Linked DNA regions of Sus scrofa: region 1 is linked to region 2. Evidence: chromatin contacts called from public Hi-C data. All regions are on one chromosome and are shown on one strand. The core of a region is the stretch at or near the end of the contact, and the rest is flanking DNA. Distances in the headings are between cores, read along the strand shown. Region 1 overlaps LOC106505423 (a long non-coding RNA gene). Region 2 holds the start of SOST (sclerostin).

Region 1 (5,695 bases), core at 391-2,890, 53 kb after region 2:
TCCTGGTCTGTGAAATGGGAATAACTGCACTACCCTGAGTCAAAGTGCTTCCAAAATGCCACACGCATTTTTTTTTTTTTTCTTCCTAGGCTATACCTGCAGTCTACAGAAGTTCCTGGGCTAGGGGTCCAATCAAAGCAGCAGCTGCTGGCCTTTGCCACAGCCACGGCCACACAGGATCCAAGCCACATCTGCAACCTCCCATCCTACACCACAGCTCGCCGCACCCCTACGTCCTTAACCCACTGAGCGAGGCCAGGGATCGAACCCCATCCTCAGGGACGCTATGTCGGGTTCTTAACCTGCGGAGCCACAACAGGAACTCTGCGACCTGCTCTTTTTGCCCTAGCCCTTATCACCTGCAAACATACTAGATATTTCCCGTATTTATCCTGCACATGCTGTTCTGATTGACACACACGCCCCACCTCTGCCAGGACATGGTTCAGTTCAGGGCCAGGATCTCCGTCTTTGCCTCGTGTTGTCTTTCGCTGCATCCCAGTCACTAGTCAGCTCACACAGCCCTTGGCACAGTCAGGGCTGAATAAATATTTGTTGAATGAATGAATGAATGAATGAATGAGTCACAGTGCCTGGCAGCACGGCAGGCCTCTCAGAATGTCACTGGCATTGTTGCTGCCACTATGCTTGTGGTCACAGCCTTCCAGCCCGAACGGCTCACCTCCCGGAGCTGCGTGCGATCTTAAGGCCACCCAAGGTCAAGCAAACTTTCCTTTTGCTCTAGAAACTTGCCTCCGTGCCCTGCTCCTCGGGCCTCCGATTCTGGGCACCAGCAGCGAGAAACCACCAAGTTTTAAGATTTCATTTGTAATTCTTTGCAGATGAAATGTCAGAAAGATGGGAAAGGCAGAGCCATAAATCTGATCCTAATATAGCATAGAGCTTATTAATGAAGAATAAATCACTGAGGGAAACCTCCCCGGAGTGCTTGGCCGGGGCCCGCGGGGAGAATGGCATATTTATGTGCAAACCTATCGCATCTTGTACTTTCTCAGATATATGACCAAGGCAGATTTGCCAGGGCAGCAGCCTTAACATCCAGCAATTATATTTTTTTTTCTAGCAAAAATTCATCTCTTCTATAGAAATCTCCTAAGCATTTATTGGATTAGGATCACATCCAAATGTAGAAAATTAAACATACACACCACCGTGGGACCTCGGCAGGTCCTGGTACAGAACGTCCATACCCCCACCTCCAAGATGCTCCCAGGGGGCAAAGCCGAGGCCCGAGAAGGGACCTGCTTTCCGCAGCATCACCCAGGTGGCTAAGGCTGGTGGAGACAAGAAACTGGTCCTTACTCCCACCCGCCCCTCATCCTCTCATCGCCCCAGTGTGAATCGGTTACCACAAGGGAGAAGGGACTTGCCCGGTGGGATTCAGTGAAGGAGAAGATGACGGGGAGATTCTCCAGTGTCATCAAAAGGGTGCCTATGGAGGAACGAGGGAGGCAGGAGAGACAGGGAAGACGTGAGGGGCGAACAGAAGCCAGAATAATGCAGCGGCTTCTAGAAGGCAAGGAGGTTGAGTTTTGCTCAGAGCCACTGCCAGAGGGCATGCAGCCCAGTCAAGACCTTGGCTTTCGGACTGCTGACCTCGGACCGTAAGTGATGGAGTTGGGGTTGTTTGAAGCCACCGCTTGTGGTCATTGGTCACAGCTGCCAGAGGAAGCTAACAGCGTATTAGAGAGAAGTTGTGTCCCAGGAAGCTGCACCTGGCGGTGTCTGCAGACAGCGCTGGGGAGAGACCCCCTGCCCTTGAGGGTCACCCCACATTGTCTCTGGCGCCAGGCGGCTCCTCCGGTGGGCTCTTTGCAACTCACCCTCCAGGCTGGGCTGCAGAGGGCCCTTCTCCCGTTTTCTCAGTCCCTCGGTCCCTCGTCTGCAGCTTTTCTGCAGCCCGACGCCCCCTCCATCACTCCCTCCAAAGCTCATCACCCAGCCGCCTCGCCCCCATCCCTTCCTCTCTTCTAATCCCCGAGAAGCTAAGGAAACAGCGACTTAGTCCAGGGCCTCCCCCGACCCCTGCGGCCTTTCCTGTTCTCAGCCACCAGCCTCGCCACCCCTCATGGCCTCGGGAGCCACAGGGCTGGAAGTCCCCTGCTCGATGCTTCTTTGGGACCTACTCCAGTCTGGTGATTGCCCTCTCTACCCCTGGGCCCTCAGGGACAGAGATGTGGCACAGGGAGCTCCCGGGGGAGGACCTGGGAAGAGGGGCAAATGAAGGGGAAGGGGGAAAGTGGAAATTTGTGAAAAAGCGGGTGGCCGTGGCCATCATTCTCCAAGTCTGGCCAGTGGCCCGCCTCGCCTGGCCGGCAGCTTATTAAAGTGCACAGTCCTGGACACTCCTCTTTCTTAGTTACTGAGCAGAAAGGGTGGGAGGTGAGCACCTCCGGGCTTGAACCCTCCCAGTGCGAGATGGTCATGCAGCCTCTCCACACCCCAGGGGGCTCTGATTTGCACACAGCAGGATTATGAGGATTAACATACATACACAGGAGTTCCCGCTGTGGCTCAGCTGTAAAGAACCTGACTAATATCCATGAGGATGTGGGTTCTATCCCTGGCCTTGCTCAGCGGGTTAAGGATCTGGCATTGCCATGAGCTGTGGTGTAGATGTAGCTCAGACCCAGTGTTACTGTGGCTGTGGCTGTGGCTGTGGCGCAGGCTGGACCCCGAGCCTGGGAACTTCCATAGGTTGCAGGTGCAGCCCTAAAAAGAAAGAGAAAAAAAAAGTGTATTGTTAAAGAAACAAAACAAAACATAAATACATAAAGTGCAGAAGCCATGGGTACCCCCTCCATACCCCCCAGGGCCCATCATCTTGAAGCCCAAAGGATCTAACCTCTGCCTGCCTGAGGGCCTGGAAGTGCCAGAGAATGAATGCCCTTGACTGGCTAGCCCTGGGACAGAATGGGGTTGGGGTATACCCCAGCTCCCTCGCCCTCCAGGCAGATTGCTCTGAGGTGTGACTCCCTGAACCACCCCCCCAACTCCCCCTACACCCCAGCCCCCCACCCCACGGCCCAGTGAGATTAGGCCCCAGTCAGCCTGGGGTGACCTGCCTGATAACACACCTCCTGCCGGCTGCCTTCCCTTCGCTGCCCCACTTCCCCGGGCTCCTGCTGGCCTGGCTGTGAGCTCCTCTGATAACAGCTCGCCCTGATTCCTCCTCCATCTCAACCCCAGGCTGAGACGAGCCCTAGCATCTCAGGGTCTGGTCAGGGACTGGCAGCCAGGAAGTGAATCCTTTTTGACTCCCAGTGTGGAGGGCAGGTTAGTCCAGACCAGGGGAGGTCACGGCAGGGCCTGGCGTAGTCCTGTGGCCTGGAGGCAGGGGTGCCATCACTGACCAGGGTCTGCCAGGATGGGCCCCATCCACCGGAAGCGGTCCCAGGAAAGCCACCTCACCCTTTCCTTTCTGTTTCTATTAATTTTTTTTCTTTTTCATTTTTTCCTTTTTTAGGGCCGCACCTGCAGCATATGGAAATTCCTGGGCTAGGGGTCGCATCAGAGCTGCAGCCACTGGCCTACGCCAGAGCCACAGCAACGTGGGATCTGAGCCTCATCTGTGACCTACACCACAGCTCATGGCAACTCCAGATCCTTAACCCACTGAGCAAAGCCAGGGATCGAATCCGCATCCTCATGGATACTAGTCGGGTTCTTAACCCACTGAGCCACAATGGGAACGCCACCCTTTCCTATTTATTATTATTATTAGTCTTGTTAGGGCTGCACTGGCAGCATATGCAGGTTGCCAGGCTAGGGGTTGAATCAGAGCTACAACTGCCGGCCACGGCCACAGTCACAGCAACACCGGATCCTTAAGCCACTGAGCGAGGCCAGGGATTTCCGGGGATCGAACCCATGTCTTCATGGATACCAGTCAGGTTCATTACCACTGAGCCAGGACCTCTAAGCCATGATGGGAACCCCGGCCCTTTCCTTTCTCAGATAACCAGTATCTGTGAGCCAGAGAGCTGAGCTGTGTTCCCAGCTCCCACAGTCCCCTCTCTCCTGACCCCAAACCCCTCCATCTGAAATCACGCCTCGCCACCCCGGCTCTCACCCCATCTCCCTTTCCTAGTTCCTCCAACAAAGCAAACCCTCCTTAGAGACACATCGCCTCGAAATCTTGAAACCGCCACGCCAAGCCCCAGTGCCTGGGCCTCCTCAGCCACATGAATTCTAGTCCCCAGGGCCATTGAAGTCACCTCCCAGAGAAATCCCTATGATTTCATCTTCTATTTAATCTTTATTTCTCCTCATACTTTTTAGAACTTCAAATAATTTCTCATTTGTAGTAACTAGGAAGCCATAAATCGCCCCTTTATGTCTGAGGAAAATCAATTGTTATTTGACATTTTACCTTAATATTCCCGACTTCCTTCAACCGTAATAAAGCTTCCATCTGCCTTTTATTTTACAGGCAATTAGTAAGTCACCTTTTAAAAATTTCTCCACATTTTCTATCAAATGAATGCCAGGATCGAAAGGGGAGAGCTGTTTTATGGGATTGAACTCGGCGAGTAGAAGGGGCTGATCGGTAGCCTTCGAGGTACCAACACTCATTAATGGCTTTTATTGATTCGGGGGCTTTTTAACCCTTAGCAATAATACAGGTGTCACCTGCCTGCGGCACTTGGGGGATGGGGTGGGGAGAAGCCCACACTGTCCCGAGAAACCCTTTGAAATGTGATCACTCCTGGCCCAACTCCGCTCGCAGAGGTAAATCACAGCCCGGACACGCTCTCTTTCCTACAGAGAAAGTTTGGGGTTTTTTTTTTTTTTTTGCTCAAATTACCCAGGGGAATGTGACACGGCTGCCCTCCACCCACCCACCCCCTCCCCCACCCAGCCCCCAGGTGATCAAAGGGGAGAGGCCTGTTCTTGGGGTCTGAGGACCTGGGTGTGGTTCCCAGGTTTGCCTCTGTGAATCCTTGGGCAGGTCATTGAAAGAGCCTCTGAGACTCAGTTTCCCCAGCTGCCGAGTGGGGAGAAGACCCTCCTGCCGCCCCCCTCACAGGGCTGCACGCGGTCCACCCACCAGATCACACTGTGACAGACTCTTGGAAGATCATGGGAGATGGAAGAAACCAGGCAAGGAACTGGAGTTCCCGTCGTGGTGCAGCAGAAATGAATCTGACTAGTATCCATGAGGACACAGGTTCAATCCCTGGCCTCGCTCAGTGGGTTAAGGATCCGGCATTGCCGTGAACTGTGGTGTAGGTCAGAGACATGGCTCGGATCTGACATGGCTGTGGCTGTGGCACAGGCCACAATTGGACAGCTCCAATTTGACCCCTGGCCTGGGAACTTCCATATGCCACTGGCGCGGCCCTAGAAAGATAAAACAAAAACAAAAACAAAAAAACCAAGTGAGGAACTAAGCAGAGCTATGGCTACAGGTGGGACTCTGTCCACAAACTCCAGAATGATACCTTCCTCGCTTTTTTGGAATTCATCTTAATCTGTTCTGCACCTCAGTTCCAGGGCGCCTTTCCCCAGCAGGCTTTCCAGAACCCCCAGCAGCTGTCCCCCCCTCACTCACAGCAACCGTCAGACCCCAGAGCCCTGCAGGCCCTTCTTGGTCCAGACAACAGGGCTGGATGCTTCAGAGCGGTTAGCAAGAGACCAGAGTCCAGGAGCTGAAGACAGAGTCCAGGGGAGG
Region 2 (6,435 bases), core at 3,761-6,260:
TGCTGAAATCTCTCCAGTACCAGAAATTCCCTGTTAGGAAAAAATCTTTTTATATATTTAATTTTTTAAATGTCAGGTTTATTGCACTATCACACACATCTGACTAGCATCCATGAGGACGCAGTTTCGATCCCCGGCCTCTCTCGGTGGGTTAAGGATCCAGGGTTGCCATAAGCTGTGGTGTGGGCCAGCCGCTACAGCTCTGATTTGACCCCTAACCTGGGAACCTCCATATGCCATGGGTTCGGCCCTTAAAAAAAAAAAAAAAAAAGGAAAGCAAAAAAATAAAAACAGAACTGGGAATGTGTTTTTAAGTGTAACTAAAAAAACATTTTCATTTAAAAGGTACTACTGTATATACATAGTAATAAATTCAAACAATACAAAAGGCTTGGAACAAAAAGTCAATCTCCTACCCCAAACCTTCATGCCTCTTTCCTAGAAGAAGCCACTACCAAGTATGTCCTTTTAGAAACGTGCCATGCACGTGTAGGTGCACACAATCCGTGTGTGTGTAGAGATGACCTTTCCCCTGTAACGGAAAATGTTCTCGAACTTTTCCTTGTCTTGCTTGACAATATATTGTACTCGCTGTTTCTTCTGGTTCCATTCATTGTAGCAACCACATAGCATCCATTGTCTACAGAGGTAGAGTGACTTCTGCATACTCTTTGTAAGCGGGCATCTGGAAGTTTCCAGGCTAGGAGTCTAATCGGAGCTGCCCGCCTATGCCCCAGCCACAGCAACGCCAGATCCAAATCGTGTCTGCGAGCTACACCACAGCTCACAGGTACTAGTTGGGTTTATTACCATTGAGCCACAACAGGAACTCCCTGTACACTCTTATTTTAAAGGTCCAGGCTGCTTTAAGGACCCCACCTGTAAAATGAGACTCAGGAATGATAATCACAGTGTTTTAACAGTTTGGTATCCAGGTAATTTTTGGCGTCTGCTCGGGGTGGTACAGTGTCAAGGATATCCCAACATTCAGAGCTAACCAAGGAGGGGTGTCTGCTGCTCCCTTGCGTAATTTTATGGTTGTGGACATGCCTGAGTCTAGCTGTGAAAAAGACAGTCTCTGACCTATATAGTCTGCTGAATTGCCAACCCATTTATAAGAAGTTGGGGAGTTCCCATTGTGGCTCTGTAGGTTAAGAACCTGACATAGTGTCCCCGAGGATGTGGGTTCCATCCCTGGTCTCACTCAGTGGGTTAAGGATCTGGTGTTGCCAAGAGGTGCGGCATAGGTCATAGATGCAGCTCTGATCCCATGTTGCCGTGGCTGTGCGTTGCCATGGAGGCCCGCAGCTGCAACTCCAATTCTGATTCAGCCCTCCCTGGGAACTTCCATATGCTGAAGGTGTAGCCCTTAAAAAAAAAAAAAAAAAAAAAAAAAGAATCCTCAGTTTCCATGAATGAGAGATGGGGGGCTTGGGAGCCAAGTGGAGAGTGAAGCAAACTTACCCCTGAGGTCTCTTTCAAACACTCTACAGTCCCGAGTCCCGGGAGCATAACTTACTTTCCAAATTTGGCATGTTCTTCAGAGTCTGGTCCAAATGCCACATCTTCCCAGATCCACCCCAAGGGTGTTCTCTTCTCTAAAGGCCCATAATAGGACTTGCCACTGTGGCTCAGTGGCGATGAACCTAACTGGTATCCATGAGGGTGAGGGTTCCATCCCTGACCTCGCTCAGTAGGTTAAGGATCCGGCGTCACTGTGAGCTGTAGTGTAGGTCACAGATGCGGCTTGGATCCCAAGTTGCCTGGCTGTGGTGTAGGTCGGCAGCCATAGCTCTGATTCGACCCCTAGCTTGGGAACTTCCATATGTTGCAGGTGTGGCCCTAGAAAGCAAATAATAATATTAATTAATTAATTAGAAAATAAAAGGCCCATTACACTTTGTTCTTTTATTTTTTCTTAATTTTTCAATTTTTTGTCTTTTTAGGGCTGCACCCTCAGCATCTGGAGGTTTCCAGGCTAGGGGTCGAATCAGAGCTGTAGCCACTGGCCTACACCACAGCTACAGCAATGCCAGATCCAAGCTGTGCCTGAGAGCTACACCACAGCTCATGGCAACGCCGGATCCTTAACCCACTGAGCAAGGCCAGGGATCGAACCTACATCTTCATGGATACTAGTCAGGTTTGTTTCCGCTGAGTCTCGACGGGAACTCCCAATTGAAATTGTTTTAACAGCCCAAGCTTGGCATTGGCAGCCTTGCGGAGAAACATGCTATTATGTGTTGAATTGTGTTCCTCCAAAATTTATATGTTGAGGAGTTCTCACTGTGGCTCAGCGGGTTAAGAACCCAACTAGTATCCATGAGGATGTGGGTTTGATCCCTGGCCTCGCTCAGAGGGTTGAGGATCTGGTATTGCTGTGGCTGTGGTAGTTCCCTAGCTTGGGAACAACCATACGCCTCAGGTGTGGCTCTAAAAAAAAAAAAAGGGAAAAAGAAAACAATATTCATCTATTATTCCAAGTACCTCAGAACATGACCTTATTTGAAAGTAGGGTTGTTGCAGGTGTTGAGATGAGGTCATCAGGGTGGGCGCTAATCCAACGTGACTGACGTCCTTATAAAAACGGGGAAATTAGGAGTTCCCATTGTGGCGCAGGGGAAACGATCCTGACTAGGATCCATGAGGATGAGGGTTCGATCCCTGGCCTCGCTTAGTGGGTTAAGGATCCAGCATTGCTGTGAGCTGTGGTGAAGGCCAGTGGCTACAGCTCCAATTCTATCCCTAGCCTGGGAACTTCCATATGCCCCAGGTGCGGCCCTAAGAAGAAAGGAAAAAAAAAAAAAAAAGCAAGGAGAGGTCATCTCTGCGGTCACAAAATTGTTCTTTGTTTTGGCTGTGATGGTGGTTACTTGAACCAACCCACACGATAAAGTTGCATAAAACTAAACACACACACACACACGTACAAATAAAACTGGGGAAATCTAAGACCAGTGCATTGGGTCGATGTCAGAACCCTGGGTTTTGCAAGATGATACGAGAAAACTAGGCAAAGGGAATAGGAAATTTTCTCTGTATTATTTCGTACAAGTGCACGTGATACGATGACCACAAAATAAAAGGTTCAATTCAAAAAACGACTTTGTCCAAGGATGTTCACAGCATCCCTATGGAGGATAGGGGAGCCCCCTAAACTACCCACAACAGAAATAAAACCCTGGGAGTCTAATTCCAGGGAGTATTGTCTAGCTCTGAACATTGCCACGTTTGCGGACTGAATAAATATAAAGCTGAATTAGTGTTAAGGGGAAAAGCAGATGGCATCATAGTAAATTCTCTCTGAGACATTCTATGGAAAGCGTGACCATTACCTTGGCAGAGAGTAATTCTAAAGGATGGAGATAAGTTAGAAGTTCAAGTCCACTGGATTCTTCTTTTTCTTCTTCCTCTTCCCCTTCCTCTCCTTCGTCTTCTTCTTCTTTTCCTTCTCCCTCCCCTGTGCTCTCCCTAAACATTACTTCAGTTTCAAATAAAATAAATGAAATCCTGAGCCCTGCCGTCCTCTGGTCGCTGGCTCTTCCTCCCATCTCCAGCAGGTGGCAGACGTGTTCCAAGGATGGTCCCCACCGAGTCCCTTTCCTGTGGATGAGCCGCAGATCCCAACAGCAGGTGGGGCTCCAGCATCATTCTCACCAGCTCAAAGACTCCAGACAGCGGAACTGCCCTCTCCGAAGTCCAGGGCAAGAAGACAGTTGTCTGGCCGCAACAGGGTTAATGGCTCACATTCCAGAGCAAGGAAAAAGGAGGCTGGAGGGTCACAGACAAGGGGAGGGGGCTCGCAGGGCCCCCTTTCTCACAACACAGGCCAGCTCTGCTGGGAGAGATAGATCACCCCCAACAATGGCCACAGCTGTTTTCGTCTGCCCTGAAGGAAACTGACTTAGGAAGCAGGTATCAGAGAAGGCCCTTCCTGTAGGGGCTTCTGTCTGGCTTGTAAAACTGTCAGAGCAGCTGCATTCATGTGTCGAGTGATGGATGATGGAAAGGAGGGACAGACGGCCGCAGATGGACACAGCGACTTACAAGTCGAGGCAGGTGGCAGAGGCGTTGCCGAGGCTCTGCAGGTGGGGTGCGCTGATTCATTGCCCAGTGAAAATACCAAGGGGACCTGGGCCACGGCCCTCTTCCCAGCCTCCTCCAGGGCCGGGAGGGGCTGTGCCGCCTCAGACAATACATCTGCAATGAAAGCTTCCGCCGCCGGCCCTCCTTCATTTTCCTGCACCTCAGGTGTGAACCTGCCTCCCCCCGGGCCTTTCTTTCTTCTCCAGGGCCTAGGGAGCAATTCCTTTTGGGTTCTCTGTGGCTGGCTGGACCTGGGGTGGCTTCACGGAATGTTCCCTGTACTCTGCACCGATAAGGTTTTCCATAATGGCCTCAGAGCTCGCTTTGAAAAATGTAAGGGGCTGGGAGACAAGAAAAAGAACGTTAGCACTAAAAATGCTGGCTTTCGCTTTTGCTAAGAAAAGGAATTTTCTGCTCTCTGCTCCTTCCCACAGCCTGGCCCAGGGAAATAACTGCCTTTGGCACATTAGCCCGCCAAGACGCGCCTGTCACCAAATGCAGGATTTCTGAGAAGCATGAGCTAAGGTTTCCTCCTTGTCTCCATCACCAGGGCCTGCTGACTGTGCATCCTGGCCTTGAACCCAGAACCCCTGCTCCCTCCACCAAGCGGGAGCGCTGGCTGTGGCCTTCTGGTTTTCCCTCTTCCCTTCCAGAGGACACGAGTGGCGCTTTCTTGGTCTGGATAATTGATGCCGAGCTGCATGGAGTTGAGGGCCAAGGAGGTTTCTTAAAAAGCATCCTCCTGCGTCTGCCGGGATCTGGGGCAGGGGAAGGGGGTGGGGGGAGGGACAGATACTCGTAGACCCCCGAGACAAATGAACTTGGTCTGAGACATGGGATCAGCTGGGCTGAGACCTATGGAGGACGCAGAGCTGCCGTTTTCTTTGTTAAACTGGTCCAGGTTGGTTTTGAGAAAGCCCGAGGGGCCCAGAGAGGTGGAGGCGAGGAGCTGGAGCTCCTTCTGATATCTGAAAACCACAGGCGCCTGCGCGTGGGAGGGAGACACGGAGAGCAGGCTCGTCTGGCCCGCCCCCTCGCTGTGGGTCACCTGGGAGCACCAGCCGCACTTTGGGGAGATTTCTGAGCCCGAGGAGAAGTCTTTGGGGGAGGGCCTGCTCTGAGCACACCCCGTTCCCTCCCCCTGGGCTGAGGGAAGCATGGGACCAGCCCTGCCCCAGCCTGTCCTCATTGGCTGGCACGAGGCAGAGGGGGCTTTAAAAAGGCAAACGTGGCCAGGCTGGGGACCAGAGCCTGTGCTACTGGACGGCCCGGTGCCCTCCTCCGGCTGGCACCATGCAGCTCTCGCTCACCCTGTGTCTCGTCTGCCTGCTGGTACACGCAGCCTTCCGCATGGTAGAGGGCCAGGGGTGGCAGGCCTTCAAGAACGATGCCACGGAAATCATCCCTGAGCTGAGCGAGTACCCGGAGCCTCTGCCAGAGCCGAACAACAAGACCATGAACCGGGCAGAGAACGGAGGGAGGCCTCCCCACCACCCCTTCGAGACCAAAGGTATGGGGCGGAACATTTGTAGCATAAGGGTCCTGGGAGGGTTCTCTTTGGGTGGGTTTTTTTTTTTGTAATTTTATTGGCGTGTAGTTGACTTACAGGGTTGTGTCAGTTTCAGGTGTGCAGCGAAGTGATTCAATCATACATATACACGCATCTATTCTTTTTCCTTGTCCCATATAGGTTATTAGAGAATAGTGAGCAGAGTTCCGTGTGTTAAACCGTAGGTCCTCTTTGGTTACCTATGTTCTAGCTTTGATGGGGGTCGAAGACCAGGGTTGACACGCTGGGGTACACTGGGAGCCACTGTCAGCACCAGCGGAGGGACAGTCCTACCTGGAAGTAGGGGAAGGATGGCATGCCAGCGTAGCCTTGGATTTCAAGTGCCAGGGTGTGGGACGGGCAGGGGACTGGCAGTGAGAGCCCAGAGCAGGAAGGGGGCTGAGGTGGTGAGGGTACAGCCTGGGGACAGGCTCAGGGGCTCAGAAAGGAGACTCCAAACACTCCTCTCCTGAGAAGAGGGGAACCAGGGTCCAGCTGCTGACGCCACTGGAGAGGGGACAAGGCAGGGGAGCCTCACGTCTATGAGCACCTGCTGGATGCAGACACCATTTGGGCTGCACCCGAAATGTACCCCCGGAGAACTCCCAAGGTGAAGGTGAAGAAACGGAGGCTTCAGAGATTAAGTGGTTTGTCAGCAAGCAGAGAACTGAGATTTGAAGCCACTTGGATCCCGTTACAAGTCAGCCCTGGCAGGGGGTGGGGTGGGGTGGGGTGTCAGGGCCAAAAGCAGGAGCAAATCTCCACCAAGTGGTGGGAGATACCAGAGCGGCATCCTTCCA

Evidence for each region. A called contact is a pair of places that touch in the nucleus more often than the background predicts.
Region 1: a contact with region 2 is called in a Hi-C map of liver, with 9 times the contacts expected there. The contact joins the enhancer-like site here to the promoter of SOST in region 2. A contact is called at or near these places in 2 of 5 promoter capture datasets (fetal skeletal muscle and liver), 29 of 47 Hi-C or Micro-C datasets (adipocytes, adipose tissue, alveolar macrophages and 17 more) and 2 of 2 datasets of contacts at active chromatin or transcription factors (alveolar macrophages and skeletal muscle).

What each region holds. Positions count from the first base shown.
Region 1 is chr12:19,405,936-19,411,630 of Sscrofa11.1, forward strand. All of the region lies in intron 1 of LOC106505423 (a long non-coding RNA gene), which reads right to left. Among named protein-coding and RNA genes, the nearest start is that of MEOX1, 23 kb to the right of the region's middle. Within about 2 kb of position 1,641, at least 1 of the 83 cell types and tissues checked has an H3K27ac peak or open chromatin away from gene starts, as enhancers often do. A contact at or near this core is called in liver, where this site is marked.
Region 2 is chr12:19,349,902-19,356,336 of Sscrofa11.1, forward strand. SOST (sclerostin) reads left to right here and starts at 5,011. Exons shown (of 2, transcript XM_003131361.3): 1 at 5,011-5,596. The coding sequence starts at 5,380.